Linked DNA regions of Mus musculus: all the other regions are linked to region 1. A link is a contact called in public HiChIP or PLAC-seq and promoter capture Hi-C data. All regions are on one chromosome and are shown on one strand. Each heading gives the region's core, a stretch centred on a gene start, on an enhancer-like site or on the middle of the called end of the contact. The rest is flanking DNA. Distances are from core to core; before and after follow the strand shown.

Evidence for each region. Promoter capture Hi-C pulls out the DNA fragments that hold promoters and counts their contacts. HiChIP or PLAC-seq counts read pairs in DNA pulled down with a chosen protein or histone mark.
Region 2: a contact with region 1 is called in a promoter capture Hi-C map of liver, with 2.7 times the contacts expected there. The contact joins the promoter of Fam183b here to the promoter of Fam83g in region 1.
Region 3: a promoter capture Hi-C map of liver shows a contact between it and region 1, with 2.4 times the contacts expected there. The contact joins the promoter of H2bu2 here to the promoter of Fam83g in region 1.
Region 4: a contact with region 1 is called in an H3K27ac HiChIP or PLAC-seq map of embryonic stem cells, with 16 times the contacts expected there. The contact joins the promoter of 4933439C10Rik here to the promoter of Fam83g in region 1. A contact is called at or near these places in 1 of 39 promoter capture datasets (liver) and 1 of 115 datasets of contacts at active chromatin or transcription factors (embryonic stem cells).

What each region holds. Positions count from the first base shown.
Region 1 is chr11:61,683,038-61,685,891 of GRCm38.p6, reverse strand. It overlaps Fam83g (family with sequence similarity 83, member G), which reads right to left and starts at 1,482. Exons shown (of 5, transcript NM_178618.3): 1 at 837-1,482. The coding sequence starts at 1,358. All of the region lies in intron 9 of Slc5a10 (solute carrier family 5 (sodium/glucose cotransporter), member 10), which reads left to right.
Region 2 is chr11:58,800,569-58,803,422 of GRCm38.p6, reverse strand. Fam183b (family with sequence similarity 183, member B) reads left to right here and starts at 1,463. Exons shown (of 4, transcript NM_029283.3): 1 at 1,463-1,662. The coding sequence starts at 1,530.
Region 3 is chr11:58,947,531-58,950,384 of GRCm38.p6, reverse strand. H2bu2 (H2B.U histone 2) reads right to left here and starts at 1,474. Exons shown (of 1, transcript NM_030082.4): 1 at 1,013-1,474. The coding sequence starts at 1,445. The coding sequence ends at 1,065. Gm51864 (a long non-coding RNA gene) reads left to right here. Exons shown (of 2, transcript XR_003949558.1): 1 at 1-341.
Region 4 is chr11:59,504,249-59,507,102 of GRCm38.p6, reverse strand. It overlaps 4933439C10Rik (RIKEN cDNA 4933439C10 gene), which reads right to left and starts at 1,450. Exons shown (of 5, transcript NR_015585.3): 1 at 217-1,450. Zkscan17 (zinc finger with KRAB and SCAN domains 17) reads left to right here and starts at 463. Exons shown (of 10, transcript NM_172941.4): 1 at 463-939; 2 at 1,141-1,275; 3 at 2,849-2,854.

The DNA of each region.
Region 1 (2,854 bases), core at 233-2,732:
TTGTACACTGACTGCCTCATTCTGGACCCGGACAGTGAAGGGGTCAGACCCAGGTAGGAACACTCTCACTACCACCTGAAGACAGACCTGCTCTAGATATATCGCAACTTGCTGGGCTACCTTGCCTGTCAAATCAGGCACACCTCTGCTCATTCATGGCCACCCAGCTATGGTTTGACTGTCTGTACAAGCATTGTACACAGCTTCTCAAGATGTGTGTGTGTCAGTATGGAGCAGTCACCCAAAGCCGGGCACTGTGCAGCCCAGTCAACGGCTGTCAGCTAAGGGAATCCACACAAGGCCTGAAGAGCCTCTTGATGGCAAACCACAACCTAAGTAAATACCCTCACCTCTTCCACTGGTGAAAACCTTCAATAGGTACCACCTGCTCTGGCCTGGACAGCTGCTGCTACTGTAGCACTCAGAGAAAAGCTTGGAGAACCACCACCAGCCACACAGCACAGCTAGGAAGCAGGCAGATTTCCTCAGGGCTCCAGACCAGCCTCCACGTCTCTCCCGAGACCCCTGCCAGCAAGCTCATGTATGTGTGCAAGCTTCTATCTGCTCCTGGGTCTGAGACGAGATAAGGGAGAGTGGGTGAGAGAAAGGCCGCATTCCTCCCACACAGCTCATGGTTTGCATTTGGGGAACTCAGAAACACTCCAGGAGGGCACAGAAGCCCACTCAGCCTGGAAGCCCAGTGCCACCTGCTAGAGGGAGTGGACATTCAGCTTCTGATCACCGGAGGAGGCAACCGAGAGGCCAGTCAGAGGTCCAGGGGCTGTCTCGGTGCCCATGCGTGCTGGGTGAATGGGGGTCTCGCCGTGGCGCCTCACCTTCTGCGCCTGGCTGACCATCTTGCGCACCACTTCCTTGATGTGCGGCTGCCCGTCGATGGGTGGCTGCATGTAGACGCTGGCCCGGGTCACACCTCGGTAGGCAATGGTGTCAGGCCAGCCCAGGTCCAGCTGCGGGATGGAGCGGTCCGACTTCTGGGGCCAATACTCCAGCGAGGGCAGCGTCTCCGTGGCTGGGGGCCCGCCCGCCGCACTGGTCTCCTCGCTGGCATCCGCGCCTCCGTTGTCCTGGGGTTCGGGGCGGCGGCCCGAGACCCGCGGGTCCTCAGAGCCCGGGTCGTACACCTCGATGGCCTCCACGATACGCGAAAGCTCCAGCTCCGAAAGAAAGTCGCGGATGTTCTCGCGCTTCAGCACCTCGTAGAAGGCGTCGCGACCCCGGGCCACCAGGGCCTCCAGGGCCAGCCTCTGCTCCTCGCTGTAGAAGAACTCGGGCTTCGACTCGCTGGATCGCCAGTTCACGTGGTTGTCGTCCAGACACTGCACCTGGGAGAAGGCCATGGTGGCCCTCGCTGTGGGAACGCGGCCCGACGGGCACCGCGCTCTCAGGCTCCGGGGCCTCGGCGCCTCTGAGAACCGCACCTGAGGGAATCAGCAAAAGACCGCGGTCGGGGTCAGAGGGCGGGCGGGGGCGTGGCGAAGGAAGGGGCGTGGCGGGTAGTGTGTGGGCGGAGCGAGGCGTGGCGAGGTTAGCCAGAGCCGTCCAGGGCCGCGGTTGTCCTCTGCCTCTGTCTTGGGATCCGCCTGAGGTTCTCGGAATCCTGGGAATAAGCTGGGGCTGACGGGGACCCTCGCCCCAGTCCGGAGTAAGAGCCGGGACGCCAGCCCAAGTGAGGCTCGCAAACCCGGAGGAGGGACTTGCTTACCAAGCAGGTGGCGCCGTGCAGACCGGACGACCCGAGGAACCACAGGCGTTGGTGGTGGCACCGGGCTGGACCGCCGGTGACTAAGGGCGGTCCCGCCCACCCTGCCACCCTCACCTGGGGTCACGTGCGGCCCCGGGGGCGGAGCCGGAAGCTGATTCATCTCCTCAGACGGCGCAAGGCTGGACAATTTGCTGCCTCTAAGCCTCGTGGAAGTCTTCCTCTGCCCCCCAGTCCCGCTGGCGATCCTGGTCCATCTCTGGCCCGGTTCTGTCTTGCGGGTGGGATGCTCAGCTGTCCAGTTGTAGACTGAAGGTTGGGTCGTGGGCCGAGGCCCAGCTCCAGCTCCAACTGCTTCCACACTCTTGCTCTCCATGTGCACAGACCAGATACAGATTAGTCCTGAGCCCAACTGCTTGCTGGGATCCCACCTAGCAGAACCTGGTGCACCTCACATGCCTGAACCCTGCGCCAGAAAAGGGTAGAGAGAACCAAGCTGTGCTCAAACGCAGCTCTTGGCTGTTCCCCAGTGATGGAGACCATTAGGTCCTTATCTGAGGGCAGGATGTCAGGTGCAGTTTGGCAAAGGGCTCCTTCCTGAAGCTTCTTGTTTCAGGACACCAGGCCAATACTGCCCTGTCTTTCTAGCCTACTTACCATCTCTGGGTCAGGATAGAGCTGGTTTGAGTCCCAGTGGACCCTGGCCTTAACCTAATGAGGACAAGCTAATGGCAACATTGTACCCTCCAGACATGTCCTCACTGTTCATTTTCCAGTAAGGCCTCCTTGCCCTGCATTCACTGCTTTCAAAGCTTCAAAGCCTAGTTAGCATCCTTGGAGTCCTCACCACTGATCCCCAGACTCAAACCCTTCACCTCTAGCCTCAAAGTCCTCATCAGGCCTTACACTGGGTGAACACTGTGGTTCATACCTGCTCTTGCTTGGCACTCTTGCCCACCTCGGGCACCTGAGTCACCTCCTTACCTCCCATTCCCAAGGAGCAGAGAGGGGCAGTGATGAGTGTGAGTCTTGTACCCTCAACAAAGATGTGCTGACCCTCAGTTTATTCTCTTGTTCTTACCACTGTGGAGTTCCCGGCTTCATTAAGGAACCTGGCCCTCTGGCTGGAAGGCT
Region 2 (2,854 bases), core at 214-2,713, 2.9 Mb after region 1:
GAACTGCAGACACCCAGTCACACACAAAACACCAAACACATACCTGCCTCTACTGTGCTGGGGACTGGGAATGTGGTGTGAGGGTGGGGGGAGGGGAGAGGCGGGAGGAGGATGTGTCTCACCTTAGGTAGCTTAGGCATAAACAAGTACATTTAGTGAAGTAACTAAGTTTGCAATAAAGCACCAACAGAGAAGGACTCTACAGCCTGCTAAGGCTTTTGAAAAGCGATTGCATGTGAGCTCACATAAATGTGGGGTATCCAAGAGGCAAAGAGCCCAGCAGGCTGAGGAGAAAAGCCGAGAGAAAAAAACTATGATGTCTTCTATAGATGTGGGGGATTGGGCAGCAATGGCCGCACACCTAACGAGTGCAATACTGTCTATCACACATCGAACATTCTGGGTCATAAATGAGTGAATGGATAAAAGATCACACGTTTTAGCATCTGTGTTTATCTGCTCATCAAAGCCAGGGTGGATCCTTTCCCTACTGTAGGTTACTTATGGCTATTTAAAAATAAATCATGTTATAGAAGATGCTTAGGGGTTGAACATAGGAATAAAAAGAAAGGTGGTGGTTGTCAGTTGAGTGGGGTGTCAGAGGACAGTTGCCTAAGGGTGAGTTTTAGAGCTGGGTTTCACACTATGCCCCTACTTCATGCAGCTGGACCGGATGCTTGAGAATATCGAAGACAGGAGATCTTAGAAGATGTGCATTTTACCACAACCAATCATTGAAAGTAGTTGGGTCTGGTGGGGCAGGCCTATTATCCCAGCAACTCAGCAGGCGGAGGCAGGAGGATTGCAAGTCCAACCTCTGCCTGGGCAACTTAGTGTGGTCCTGTCTTAAAATAAGAAGGGAAGGGCTGGAGATAGCGCTCAGGGCTGAAGCAGCTTCGCAGCATGCAGAAGCGCTGAGTTCAACCCCTAGTGTTGTAAAAATAATGAAATAAATCATTAAGATGTCAAATTACTTAGGTTAGGAAGGGTAGTGGTCCTGTTTGTTTCCGTGTACCAGTCAGATTATTTTACTTTCTGTTTCCCCACCCACCAGTGTGCATGTGTGTGTTAGAGGTGGTTTTTGTTTATTTTAATTCTGAGCACCTACTTTCAAACCTATTGGCTCTGGCCCCTCCCCAAATCATCTCTAGGAAGCGACCAGTCATGCTGAGGTGCACGTTTCAGCCTCTTCTTCCTGGGTGGTCCAAAGAAAGGCAGCTCTTTCCTAGCAGCGCACAGGACACAGGGGTGACTCTAGATCCAGAGGCTGAATCTGGGTCTGAGGACATTGGAGGAGGCCTAATAGATACCAGCAGCCTGAGAGCTGGGAGGGGTGGAGTGGACAGAAGCCAGGGAAAGGCTTTCTGGGCAGGTGGTGCTCCGAGCCTGGGCGCTGTTGCCTAGAGACAGAAAGGACGCTGTGGCCTGAACACAAGAGGAACATCCGTTGCCTGGAAACTGTAGAAGACGACCTTTCTCCTGGTAAGGGCAGGGCAGATAGCTTGACTTCTCAGAGCAAAAACATGGCCATGGCAGGACGTGTGGGGCAGATGAAGAATCAGGATGAAGTTCACCAGAATCAGATCTTGCGGGAACTCTTTCTCAAAGAGCTACGGGCACAGAAGCTGTACACGCAGTATCACGTGAATCCCCTGCGCAAGGGTGAGCTGGCCCAAGAGGGTTGGGAGGGGTGGGAGAGCACGTGTCCTCTGCCTCAGGTTATCTCTTTAGAGTTCAGACAGCTAAGCTTTGAGGGAATCGCTCCCCTTGTCACCCCAGGCACAAGAGATACATTAAAATGCATCCAGAATTAAACATTTTAGATGTAGAATAAAGAGAGATGATTAATGGGGTAGTTTTGCTTTTCAAACAATTGCCCAGGGTTTTTAATGTCTGCTTTTTGTTAGTAGTTTGGTCTCTTCCTAATATACCCAAAGGGGTTTGTCTTTGTATGGTTTGTTATTATTGCTTTGATTTTTTTGCTACAGCCCTCCTTAAGACTTAGAAGTGGTGGGCTACCAGGTGCAGAGCTTGACCATCCTCCTCACCCTGACCCCAGCAAAGTCACCCCTCCCCCTGGCCTCCCATGGCTTCCCTCCTCTGGGACTTCACAGAGCTCTGTGAAAATGCTTCTGGGCCTGAAACAGACTTATGTGTCCCACCACCTCCCAGCTGCCTTCTCTGGAGCAGCTGGGTGAATCTCTCCCATCCTCTGCTGCAATGCTGGCCTGGTTTAATCATCCTGTGTAAGCAGTTATTCGGATACCACTTCACCTCATTGCACATGCTGGTCACCGCCATCCCACACTTCTCCCAATTAACATCTGCACAGCCCAGTAAAAGGTCAGAATGCACACACAGACCTTCTATCCATTTAGGCCATTCACCTTCTTTCCTTTTCTTTTTTTCTTTTCTTTTCTTTTCTTTTCTTTTCTTTTCTTTTCTTTTCTTTTCTTTTCTTTTCTTTTAGATATTTTCTTTATTTACATTTCAGATGCTATCCCCTTTCCTAATTTCCCCTCCATAAATCCCCTATCCTTCCCCCTTTCCCCCTGCTCCCCACCCACCCACGTCTGCTTCCTGGCCCTGGCAGTCCCTTATACTGGGGCATAGAACCTTTACAGGACCAAGGGCCTCTCATCCCATTAATGACCGACTAGGCCATCCTCTGCTGCATATGCAGCTAGAACCACGAGTCCCTCCATGTGTTTTCTTTGATCAGAATACCCAAGATACAATTTGCAAAACACATGAAACTCAAGAAGAAGGAAGACCAAAGTGTGGATACTTCCATCCTTCTTAGAAGGGGGGAACAAAATACCCATGGAAGGAGTTACAGAGACAAAGTTCGGAG
Region 3 (2,854 bases), core at 225-2,724, 2.7 Mb after region 1:
ACTAATTATTAGGGAACCAACCAAGAATTTTGAGCGAGTGGAAAAAACTGTCTCTTTAAGAAGAAATTACCAATAGAAAGACTCGCCTTTCGTGTATGAGACAGTAAGAGGTTAAATGTTGACAAGTGAGTGGCTGTCGCTGGAGGTGGTGTGAGGAGGAAGACCGCCATTGTTCACCAGTGAAACCACTGTGTAATCGGAACCCGGGGCAAATAGTTCATGGAAGATGGGCTTCTCCGACATGCAGTGAAGAACCACTGATCTTTGATTTTTAGAGGACGAATAGTTTGTACTATTCTTGCAAGCCTCATTCATTTAATGCAACCTACACTGAATACAACGTACGTAGCCTTTTGTTATTTTAAGGGGTCTAATTAATTTTAAAGGATGTTTCACCATTTACTAGAGCTCTGTTAATATATTCACACATTTATATGACAGATACTCTCATACATACGCATACATTGAGATGAAACAAAAAGACCTTTCATTGTTTAAATACTTCTACGGATAAAATACCAGAATCTTCACCGGCGGGATTGTTGCTTAATTAGATCAGGTTGGAGAACAGGAGCTGTGCAGCCCACTGTTAGGCATTTTGAGCAGAATACAGTAGAAAACCTGCTTAAACTGTTTCTGGCCAGAAGATTTTAATTCTGGCAAGGGGATAGAGCAAGATGGCTCCAACAGCATCAGCGCTGAGCGCAGCACTCTGAGCCTCACACAGCACTCTGCAGGGGGAGGGGAATGGAGAGAAATCTTGTTGCTGACACAGCCTCCCTCCCACCCTCCCTCCCACCGCGCAATCCATACCAAATTTCCCCAGGAGCCATCTATTAAACTACGCTCTCTGTGGCCAAAATTGAACCAAATTTATTAATACCATTATGAACAAGAGGTATTATCTCAGGATCCCAAGGTCCAGTACAACACCCCCCTCCCCCCCGGCCCATCCCAATGTTCATCAAGTGAATGACAATCTTATTCAGGTAGCACGCTCCTTTTTTGAGCTTGGAAGGTGGCTCTGAAAAGAGCCTTTGGGTTGGGGGCGCTCTCGCCGCGCCTCACTTGGAGCTGGTGTATTTGGTGACTGCCTTGGTGCCCTCGGACACGGCATGCTTGGCCAGCTCCCCGGGCAGCAGCAGGCGCACGGCCGTCTGCACCTCGCGGGACGTGATGGTCGAGCGCTTGTTGTAATGCGCCAGGCGGGAGGCCTCGCTGGCGATGCGCTCGAAGATGTCATTGACGAACGAGTTCATGATGCCCATGGCCTTGGACGAGATGCCGGTGTCCGGATGCACCTGCTTCAGCACCTTGTACACGTAGATGGAGTAGCTCTCCTTGCGGCCCCGTTTGCGTTTCTTGCCATCCTTTTTCTGAGCCTTGGTGATGGCTTTCTTGGAGCCTTTCTTCGGGGCGGGAGTGGAGCGGGAAGGCTCCGGCATCCTGCTGCACTGGCTGCACCCAGACGAACAAGCAAACGGTGAAGGCAGGGTTATTTGTCATCTTTATATTTAAATGAAGGCTCCAAAGTACTCTTATCTGATTGGACAAATATAAAATGTTGTAACTAGGTTACCCCGCTTCTTCTTTCCTATTGGACAGTATCCCAACCAATCCGAAAGTGTATTGGCAGAGCAAGCTCAGGTGTCTTATCTTTGTCTGAACCCTTTGTTTCAACGGGTACGATTTAGCGTCTTCCCCGGCTGTGCATCGGGCTGTGAAGGAACGTTGCGGCTGGGTCTGATCCTTGTTGAGCTAAATCGCCAGCCATTTCTTTCTCACCCTCAGCTAATGAGGGAGAAGCTTGTTGCCTGCTTAGAGGAGGAAATGACAGCTTCTGACTTCCATTTGTTTCTAGTCAGTCTCCATCATTTCTATGAGGATTCATGACCAAATTCCAACAGTTAATTGGGAAATCTGAAAGCAAACTAAGGTTGTTTTACTGGAAGTGTGTGACTGGGTAGACTTTCATTTGGAGAAAGGTATGATACTTGGGACGCCCATCACGTCTGGAGCTGAAGCAAGGGTACCATAATTACAGGACGCTGCAGGTTAGGGAGGTTACGAAGCGCTCTATTTCTCGCGCGCGCGCGCTCACGCACACCATCCCTCCGCCCTGCCCTGCCCCCGCACGGTACTGAGAGAAAATAAAAAATGCTATATATTCTCATGGCTCACATTTCAGCATCTCTTGGAGAGCTGGCTTTATAAAAGCAAACTGTTAATGTCCTACCTTAATATACGCTGAGTGAGGATCTGAATATTACTGATTGACAAATCCTGGTCTGAAGGTCAGTTAGCTGCTATATCTGGGATAGGCAATCTACGTCCTTTGCATCTCCATTTCTTCATGTGATGATGTAATGCCTTTTAGATACTGTGAGTTCATGTAAGTAAAGAGGCTGGCAAGGTGCCCTGTGCATACTTGTGCGTAATTTCTATGAGCTCTATTCACGTCGACATGCATTTTTTTTATCTCTCACCGAAATACAGAGAGAATTATAATCTCTCACATAGAGATGTGGCTGTCGCTCAGGTGTCTGCGGGGTGAAAGATAATTTGGCACTTGGCAGATGCACAACCAATGCCTGGTGAAAGAACAAACCTGGAAGCCTATTCAGCTGGCTGCTGGTGCCTGGGATGTCTCAATGCTCAGAATCATGAATTCATTTGTCAACAACATACTCCTGGTTATCAGCAAGAGAAAATGCTTTCAAAGCAGCACTGTAAAAACAAAACAAAACAAAACAAAACAAAACAAAACAAAACAAAACAAAACAAAACAAAACAAAACAAAACAAGATGTAGAGCCTGGCAATGGTGGCCCACACCTTTAATCCCAACACGGGGG
Region 4 (2,854 bases), core at 201-2,700, 2.2 Mb after region 1:
CCGGCTCCATTGTCCAGCCCGAGGGAACTGAGGGAGGATTTGGACTCTACTCAACACAGGGTAGATGAGGCAGGAATAGGTTCCAATGCCCTAGTTCTTGGTCACCTCTCACTCTCCGTGACTTAAGTCACTCTGTCCTGTGTTTATGCATTAAGCCAGCGACAAGCTCCCCAACTCATACTCTCAGGATTGGCAACCTTCTCTCTCCGTACTCACCAGGACTATCCTGGTGCTCAGAGGGACCCAGAGTGCTACAGTCTTCCTTAAACAGAGAAATCGTAGATCATCTCCATGCCACGAAGCCGCGGGCCGCTGCTTCGGCGAGCACCGTGGATCGCTGGGTCTGCATTTCTCCAGTCCTACCGATTTGGGTGGCTCTGGCAGCGTTGGCTTTGAAATGGAATTGCGGCTGGAAGGGATTGGGGCACAACAGCACACACGGGATGCAAATGGTCACTGGGAGATCCCCTTACACCTCATCCCTCCTCCTCCCAATTCTGGCATTTCGCCAGCGCCGCCAGACCAGCCCTTCCCTGCGCCCACACAAGAGGAGCAGAGAAGAGCAAAGCCCCAAGCCGGCCTCCCTGGCTGGTGGCCGCGCGAACTGGCCCCCAGCGCCCGGGTCCCGCCGGGGCGCGCGCGCGCATCCCGAGCCCGCTAGGAAGGCCCACAAAGCTAAAGCCCGGGCCCCGGGCCCAGGCCGGGAGAGCACGGAGCGGGGCGGGGCGGGGCGGTCCAGGCGGGCCGGGGGTGTCGGATGTCACCCCCCCGCGTACACCTCGGCCAGGAGGCGGGGAAGCGAACCACTGAGATGAGGAGACCTCCTCGGTCCTAGAGCGGTGCAGGAAGTGTCCCAGGGGAGGGAGCCGGAGGGCTCCGGCCTTTCCTTTCCGCGGCGGCCCGGCCTACGCGGCCCGCCAACCGGGACGCTGCGCAGCGGTGAGTATACTGTGGCCCGGCTTCCCATGCCCCGCTGTCTGAACCCGGAACCCGCTCCCCACTTCCCGCGCTCTGATCCCCAGCCCGCGCCTGGGTCCTGCTCCCTGTTCTCCTCTTCCCGCGTCCGGGCCCAGATCCCTGCTCCCAGAGCCGCGTCCTCATAGGTGCCCTCGGGGATGAAGCAATACAATTCTCTTCCAGGCGTCTCCCTTCGCTCCCAAGCCCAGCTGATGCATTCTAGAGGATCCCGAGACAGGGTTGGCCTGGCCAGGGACCGAGTCTGGCCCATGCATTGGAGCCGCCTCTGCCAAAACACCAGAGAGACCGAGCTGGAAGGTGAGGATCTGCTCGCCTGCTGTCCCGGGCTTCGAAGGAAAGAGCCAGCAAATCTGAAAGAGTGGAAGCGACAGAAACCCCATAGTTCTCCTGGCCTAAAACACCCTCCTCTTCCTCCTCCTCCTGCTCTTCATTCCTTCCCTGGGATCCTGCGCCTTCAATAACTGCTTTGGGCAAGCCCCGCCCCTGCGGGAGCCCTCCCCTCCCTAACGGTAGTTCATTCATAAAGCTTCCGCTCCCGAGGCTCCTGCGCGCCAGGTGCCAGAGTGACAAAGAGGCACACGCTTGTCTGGCCTAGGGCTCTTTGAGAGCAGTCCCCCAGCAGAACCGGGTGCTGAGGGTGGGACCCTGGACACACTATCCTAAGTGTAGACCTGAGCCATTCAGGGCCCAGCAGGTGGGAGACAGTGGGCGGAGGAAGCAGGAGAGAGCGGGCGGGGCCCGGATTGGGTTCTTAATACGGGAGTAAGACGTGAGAGTAGTCGAGGTTCACAGCCTGTTGCTTTCAGAAGCTCGCGTCGGGTGTCTGCCTTTACTTCGGCAATCAGAGGAATACAGAAAAGTTGAGGTTCCAGGTTGTTATTCGGTTGCTTGGTGGCTTTCTGGTATCGCTTGTCTTCCAGCAAAGTGGTGCTGCCCCGCTGGGAGTCTCTTCCAGGTGAGGGTGTAAAGGGCCAGGCAGTGAGCGGCCCTGCCTGGGCTTTTCCGGAATCCCGAGAGCCCAACTCGGTGACTCCGTTTACCTTTTCTCCGAGTGTTCCAAAGTGTGGGTCAAGTGGAGAGACCGTGATATACTGTGCCCCTGGTGTGTTTGCTGGATTGTGTATGTGATAGTCGGGCTGAAAGCCTGGCGGTGACTGCCTCCTCTCTCATGACCAGGAAGGGCCACAATGTCACTATGTGTACCACTGCCTTAAGGAGAATCTGGAGAAAACAAGGGATAGGCTCAGACGGAACACTAGTAGCTTTTTTTTTTTTAGCCACATTTTTAGGTACTAAAATATAATTACATAACTACCCCCTTCCCTTCCCTCCAGCCCCTTTTACTCACACACACACACACACACACACTTATGCACGCACCTGCACACTTAACTATATAACAAGAACTTAAAAATTTTTTTTGAGATTTAAATTTTTAATAACATGTATACCTGTGTAGATATCTTTGTGTGAGTCTATGCCCTTGGGTGCGGTGCCCATGGAGGCTCGAAGAGGGTGTGGGAAACACTTACAGGACTTTGTGGACAGAGGGAAAAGTAGTGTGTACTCTCAACCAACCACTCAGCTGCTTCTGCAGCCCCTGTGTTGGACCAGGTGCGTGTAAGGCTTGTCATAAAGCACTGTATGGGGAAGAGGCACAGTCTTAGCTGCAACTCTGACACTGAGCTGTACCCCCAGGCCTAGCATTGGTGGTTTTAAATACAAGTCTTACTTTAACGCTCTGAGTTCCTTCTGTACCTGGGAGTTTTTGTCCTTGCCAGCACAGAGTGAAAGTTTCTGTCCCTGGCAGAGTGACATTGTTCCACGGTGGTCTTGCATAACTTCCCTTGCATATTTTTTTTTCCTCCAGTTCAAT